Regions from separate parts of the Bombyx mori genome. Here region 2 is linked to region 1. A link is a contact called in public Hi-C data. All regions are on one chromosome and are shown on one strand. Each heading gives the region's core, a stretch centred on a gene start, on an enhancer-like site or on the middle of the called end of the contact. The rest is flanking DNA. Distances are from core to core; before and after follow the strand shown. Region 1 holds the start of LOC100862773 (HMGB protein). Region 2 holds the start of LOC101740011 (phospholipid-transporting ATPase VD).

Evidence for each region. Hi-C and Micro-C count contacts between places; a contact is called where the count stands out from the background.
Region 2: a contact with region 1 is called in a Hi-C map of posterior silk gland, with 1.6 times the contacts expected there. The contact joins the promoter of LOC101740011 here to the promoter of LOC100862773 in region 1. A contact is called at or near these places in 2 of 7 Hi-C or Micro-C datasets (middle silk gland and posterior silk gland).

The regions. Positions count from the first base shown.
Region 1 is chr13:13,146,968-13,150,186 of ASM3026992v2, forward strand. It overlaps LOC100862773 (HMGB protein), which reads right to left and starts at 1,764. Exons shown (of 7, transcript NM_001257000.1): 1 at 1,716-1,764. LOC101741109 (histone deacetylase complex subunit SAP30 homolog) reads left to right here and starts at 1,869. Exons shown (of 3, transcript XM_004927722.5): 1 at 1,869-2,756; 2 at 2,970-3,188. The coding sequence starts at 2,562.
Region 2 is chr13:13,906,324-13,909,736 of ASM3026992v2, forward strand. LOC101740011 (phospholipid-transporting ATPase VD) reads left to right here and starts at 1,945. Exons shown (of 16, transcript XM_004927955.5): 1 at 1,945-3,112. The coding sequence starts at 2,298. It overlaps LOC119629346 (a long non-coding RNA gene), which reads right to left. Exons shown (of 3, transcript XR_009974753.1): 3 at 3,357-3,413.

The DNA of each region.
Region 1 (3,219 bases), core at 514-3,013:
GAGATAACAGAATATGAAGAACAGAATAGTTCTTCAGAAGACATGACGCAATGAAATAATAGGAAACCAAATTTGTTACCACCATTTATTAAAAAAAACCCTTTATTGTAGAAATAATACTGTCGTGTCATAAAGTTATTTTCACATTTTGATTTGTTACATAGTTACGTAGTCACTATTTTTAAAAATATGTATATATTTATCACTGAGGGGATGACTTCTAGTGTTAAAGCTCCATATCGACAATTCGATTATTAGTAACGCTAATTCATTTGTAGATATAACAAAAAAAATCGGTTTATCATTTTTGAATCTCCACGGAATACCGCGACTTAGCACACAAGACTTTCGAGGTATTGCAAATAAAAACATCTTTATTAATACCTAGTACTGCTATTTGATGTTGAAATTGTGTACTTAGCGTATTTTACTGCTTATTTTCGACATTCAGAAATTCGGACGTGTCGCTTGACATCTGATGGCAGGAAATATGGATTGATTGTTAATATTGGGCTAAGTGGGCCTTAGTTATCGATATAAAAAATGAGATCTCACTTTTAGATTTAAAAAAATCCTGTAGCAACATACGTAATGGCATTGGAAATTGACACACTATACGAATGGATAGCCCAATATGTGAGTGTTAAACTGTTACTGGATTCGTAGGAATCATTAAAAAAAATTAATTGTGCATTCCCAAAGCAAAACATTGTAAGTATATACCTACATTACTACAAACGAAATGCAGTTCTTTTGAAATCACATTTGTGAAAGATTTCCGTATAAAGGCATTTAAAACATGTCTGTAATGGAAACTTTGGCATGTAGTGCTGATTTACCACAACTAGCTCTTTTGAAAAGTAATTACAAAAATATATACTTGGCTGCTATATCATTTATTAGAGCTGAATTCTCACCATGCACCAAAACGTACAAATAATCCGCTGAATTGTGCCGTACGAAATCGTTGCAATGTTATGCATTTGTTATAAAATTGCGCTGACGTTAATTTATCATGGTGACAAATTCCTAGCGCTCACCGTACTCACCGTAGTGCTTGCTCACTTGCATGTGTATGATGTCAATTAAAATAAGAAATTCGCGATCTTTCAAAAGCCTCACCTCTTTTAAACAAACCTATAATACCTATTAAGTATTAAATGTTTCAAAACATTAAGACTTCGTTGCAGTGTATATTTAAAGTGATTGTAATTTATAACGTTCTATTGTTCCAATAAAATAAATTTCTAAGTATTGTTCTACCATCATTTTACATCCTAAGTCACGTGTAGGTACATTGCATTAAATTTAATGCTTATCTTACAGTTTGTCAATACACAACAAACTGAACACGCATTTTTTACTAATTTATGATTTAACTCGCGTAAACATATACAATGGAGATTATTTTTTTCCAAAATGAAGCTGATGTTAACATAATATAGAAACATACTCAAGGATGTTGTACATACGCTTAATCATCAAATCTATATCTACGCCATATGCCATATACATATAAGTATCCATAGAATATGTCACCTTACTTCGGAGTTCCGCTCTCGGCAGCCATTTGCTTACAAAATTAGAATGTATGACTATAAATATAATTTCAGAAATATTGTATTAAAACAAATTTGCAATATTTCTCGCTGGCATTTAATTTATACAATTGATGGTCTAACTTAATGATTAGGTAATATAATAATAGAACTCACCAACTAAAATTCTCAATACAAACGAGCACACGATTTCAGCGCTTATTGTTACGCAGGGTATTCGGCAGTCTTCGCGTTCTCTACGAGATAAATACACGATCAGCGACGTCAGTCAGAAAACAATTTGATTCGTTGAATTTATATTTCCCGCAAAATGTTATCCAATCCTACGGCTAGTGCTAGCTTTATTTTTTGTTTATACTATGATATGTATGTAGTTGTGTTGTCATTTCACTACCACTACATGCTGACAATTTGAAATGTTTTCATTTTTAGAAAAGATCATGGTTGTGCCAATCTCAACGTTATTCCGAGTAAATAAGTTCATATTGACTGCGTGTTTTTGGTTCGAGTCGCATAAGAGTGAATGAAGGAACGAACAAAACATTCGTCTAAAACAAATTAATGAAATTCACTCGTTCACTTCATTTTATTATGGCGAAGTGCTAGATCGGTACGAGAAAGTACCAAGTCAAAATTAAGAACCAAAATTAATATATCTTGTTGTAGAAAAAAAGATTCAAGAATCTTTTCCTATGTTGTAAATCTAGATTCACAGTATCAGAACGAAAATTACCGAATATTGCATCGTTTCAACTGTTAGTGTTATAGACGTTTTCATGCACAAGTGCTGTGGATTAAAAGTAACCGACAGATTGGGCATTCGGCTTGTTAAAAGCATCTCAATATCGAATAGTTGTCATGTTTTTAATTGATTTCGAGTGTAAAAACAAACTGTGTTGTCATAAATCATAACCTCAATTGTGAGTCCTTTGTGAATACGTTGGACAATTTTCCGTCGCCTGGTGCGGTGTGTAATACGCAAGTTTAATTTATTAATCATATATGATTCAACGGGAGTATCAAATGAACAACGGGTTTAGTACAGGAGAAGAAGATTCTAGAGGTAATTCTGACCAAATATGTTGCCTTGTGGATGACGGCGACCGCTGCAGACGACCAGCGGGCAACGCTTCGTACAGCAAGCGTATACAGAAAACTGTGGCGCTAAGGAGGCTCAAACTTAATATAGACGGTCAGGTATGTTTATTTACTGCTGATTTTCACAATTACATTCATTATTTTTTTAGAAAGCATAAACTAAAATCTATAATGCAAGTTTTAGATAGTTTTTTTAGTGATTGATTTTTAAAGATCTCCATTAATTTGAATAAAAAAAATGTAGACAAAAAAAAACAAAATTATTACATATCATCATTCAGCTCCATACACTAACTAAATACAATATTACAGGCAAGACACACATACATTTGTGATTATCACAAAACAATGATCCAGTGTGCCAGAACAAAACAGAGAAGAACAAAAGACTCAGAAGATGATAGTAATGAAGCAGAAAATGATGCTCCAGAAGTGGACTGGTTCCAATTACAGGTTAATACCTTGAGGAGGTACAAAAGACACTACAAGGTGCCAACAAGGCCAGGACTGAACAAGGCACAGTTGGCTGATGTAAGTTATAACTATGTTTTCCTCAGTAAAA
Region 2 (3,413 bases), core at 695-3,194, 760 kb after region 1:
TCCAGATTATTAAAGGTGCATATTGAATGCAAGATTGCATGCATGCAAGAAGCATGAACCAAAATTATATCAAAGATTGAGAATCGATGTTTGTGTTTTTAACAAAGAGAAGAAGTTTAGTTTGTTTTTTGCTTCCGAATAAAAAGTATTAATTTCGGTCGCCTTTATTTAATGTTCCAGACATTTATAAATAGCCCGACATGTTTCAGGGATAGTTTTTGTCATCAGGGGTTGGGATATTGAAGAACTAAATTTTAAATCTTGATACGAATTTCCTGTTGCAAGAAATCTTAATGTTACAACCAATCTTTCTTTTGGACTTATACTGTCGTAGGATTAGATATGTAATAGTTGTAAAATAAATATATAATAGACTATCGTAGGATAGTATCCTGTTTTTTAATAAACGGTGTCACAAGGCCTAATATTAGGTCAAACGAGATCGAATCCATTTAAAGATAACTAGCTGACCCGGCAGACTTCGTAGTGCCTCAATCGATAAATAAAAGACCTAAAGGAATCCGTCCGAAGGGGAACACATCAAAAGAAAAACAAAATTGTTATTTTTATTTAATTCCGAGCATTTTCTTAAATCAAGGTAGATTAAACCTTCTTTGGACTTCCACGAATAATTCAAGACCAAAAATAACCAAATCGGTTCAGCCGTTCTTGAGTTTTAGCGAGACTAACGAACAGCAATTCTTTTTTATATATAAAGAAGATTTCTGAAGTTTGCTGGTTCTAAATCACTCATAATGTTCATATTCATGTCATATTTGTTAACATTCCGCACAGCAATAAATATTTCTTCAGCGATATTCTTGTTTTTTTTATTTTTTATTTCGAGCAATAAAAAAAATAAAAAATTTGTTCTTTTCTAGACAATACTGGGGCCATCCTCTTACGCACATGACACGTCTTACTTCATTGCGTTTAAACTGACAATTGATTCAGTAACTGAATTTAATATTCAAAAATTCCATTCCAATATCAATTTCATTTGCATCTTAGGTCCAGTTGCTCCATTTCACTGCCATTCACAATAAGATAAGAAGGGTTCTTCGTGCCCCCTTAAGAGGGCACGGAGCGGGCCTCGGGGCAAACCCATCTGCCCCGGCGGGCAGAAACTCCCTGCAACGCAGGGCAGGGTGTGATGAGGGTGGGACTGTTCTTAGCGTGCTCGGTTGCAGTTTACATCTATTTAAACATATATAATACGATGGGCTTGGTTAGGCGTCGAATTGGTGCCCGTGGACGTAGCACACCAGCGCGGCGGCGCCGGGGTGCTGTACTCTGCTTTTCTTTTCTTTTCTTTTTTGCCCTTACAACTAACTAAACCTAACTACAAACTAACTACTAACTACTATATACAAACAGGAACAACAGTCAGCAAGAAGAGGGCCGGGGTCCACCACGGATCCCGTATGTGGACAGCTCAGTCCCATCCCCATGCTCCCACACTCATTATGAGCACTCCCTTAACACTCCGGTTAAGTTGCCAGTAGCTCCCTTGGTTGCGCCCGACCATCAGTTGGTCTGGCATGCAAGGGAGCTATATTGTGGACATGCTCGTGGGGTCCACCGTCAGCCCGCTCGTAAATATTACGAGCTAGCCTCCAAATGAACTCCTCGAGCAACTGCACATAAAGATCCCGGGCTATTACGTCATTTCTGACGTAACGGCCTGCTCCTACTATCGTGCGTAGAGCCAGATTTTACTGGGCCTGCAACCTCACCCGCGTAAGCTGCGGGATGAGGTGATACCATGTCGCAGCTGCGTAGGTGATACGGGAACGGACATTGTAAATTGCCATTCATATGGCAATGATGGCTTCATCCTCCACTACACAAGACTTGGCTGTATAGGCTTTGCTCTCATCGCGTATCCAATTGACAATCAAATAAAACAAAATCATGTCAAAATGTCAACTTCGTGTCAATTCTGTCAGTTCGCTACTCTCACTTACAGTCACTTTTTTAGTTGTTTTGAGTTGTTCTCTCGCGTACGTGATAAGCGCCGTTGCTTCGTGGAAATAACAATATTTGTATTTCGATGTGAAATATATAGCAATGTGTAATGTACTATCAGTTCAGAATACATCACCATTGATACGTTCTCTCTGTAACACGAATATTATTCTTGCGAATCAGTGATCAGATGACTTTACCATATGTTTCAAATCATTCGACAATCGACAAATTCTCTTATAACTCTTCAATAAACATTACTATCACATTACGCGTCACGTTTTAAATGAAAGGAATAATTGAGCGGCATCCATCACAGATGTATAAAAATGTCAACAGAAGGAAGCGGAGAGACTCCCTCGACGGTGCCATGTTTACCAGGAGCACCCGAACAAACATATCTATTTCCGAAAGTAAAAGGACACTCGAGGTCCATAAGCCATGGTGGCACTCCCATACTAGCCGGGAATACGACCACGGCCCGGCCGCCCTTAAAATCTGCACTGAGAGGTCATCAGCGAGCTTTGTCTCATGGTCAAATTGGCGAAGGTCCACGCGCCGGGTCAGGACCCGGTCACAGTCGCACTGGCAGCCGCACAGACTTCATCTTGCCACCAGGTCATCGCGAACCAGTACCTGCAAGTGCCCAACCAAGACTGGGATCTGTACGCGCTCATCACTCACGACAAGCATCCCGCTCTGATTCCATATACACAATAAGAAGAACTTCCGTTGTTGGCCCATGGCGGCGTGCAGCCTTTTGGTTGTTGAGAAGACAACAGCCTGTTATTGATAATTGTCATATGACTGTAGTACCAAACCATTTAGTGCCAGATAAAACACCACCAAAAGACCATCCTAATGGACATAGGTGCAACAATAAAATTAGGACTACTAAATACACCTTACTGTCATTTTTACCAAAAAATTTATTTGAACAGTTTCATAGGATCGCAAATGTGTATTTTATTTTTATTGTGTTGTTGAACTGGGTGCCAGCTATAAGTGCATTTGGCAAGGAAGTGGCTATGCTACCTGTGTTGTTTGTGTTAGGTGTGACGGCTATTAAAGACTTGTTTGAAGATCGGAGAAGACACATGTCAGACAAGAGAATCAACAATTCATTTTGCAGAGTATACAAGAAGTGAGTAATTTAAATCTTAATATTTTTTTACTTGAATTAGCTATTTGGAAGTATACTAGAATGTGGAATTGTTGTACCTACAGTAAGTAATGACTCAGTTTGTTTCATAAGATTCTGTAGAATTTACAAAATGGCTCTGGCCCTTAAGCTAGCTTATGTATCAAAAAGCAATTTTCATTTTGGTTTTGGATACATTATTTGATTCATTATTTTATCATAATATTGAATGTAAACTTTAAGCACATTTTTATATTTTTCAAGTCAATTTAAAGTTTTATTTTCTTTTAATATACAGATTTTA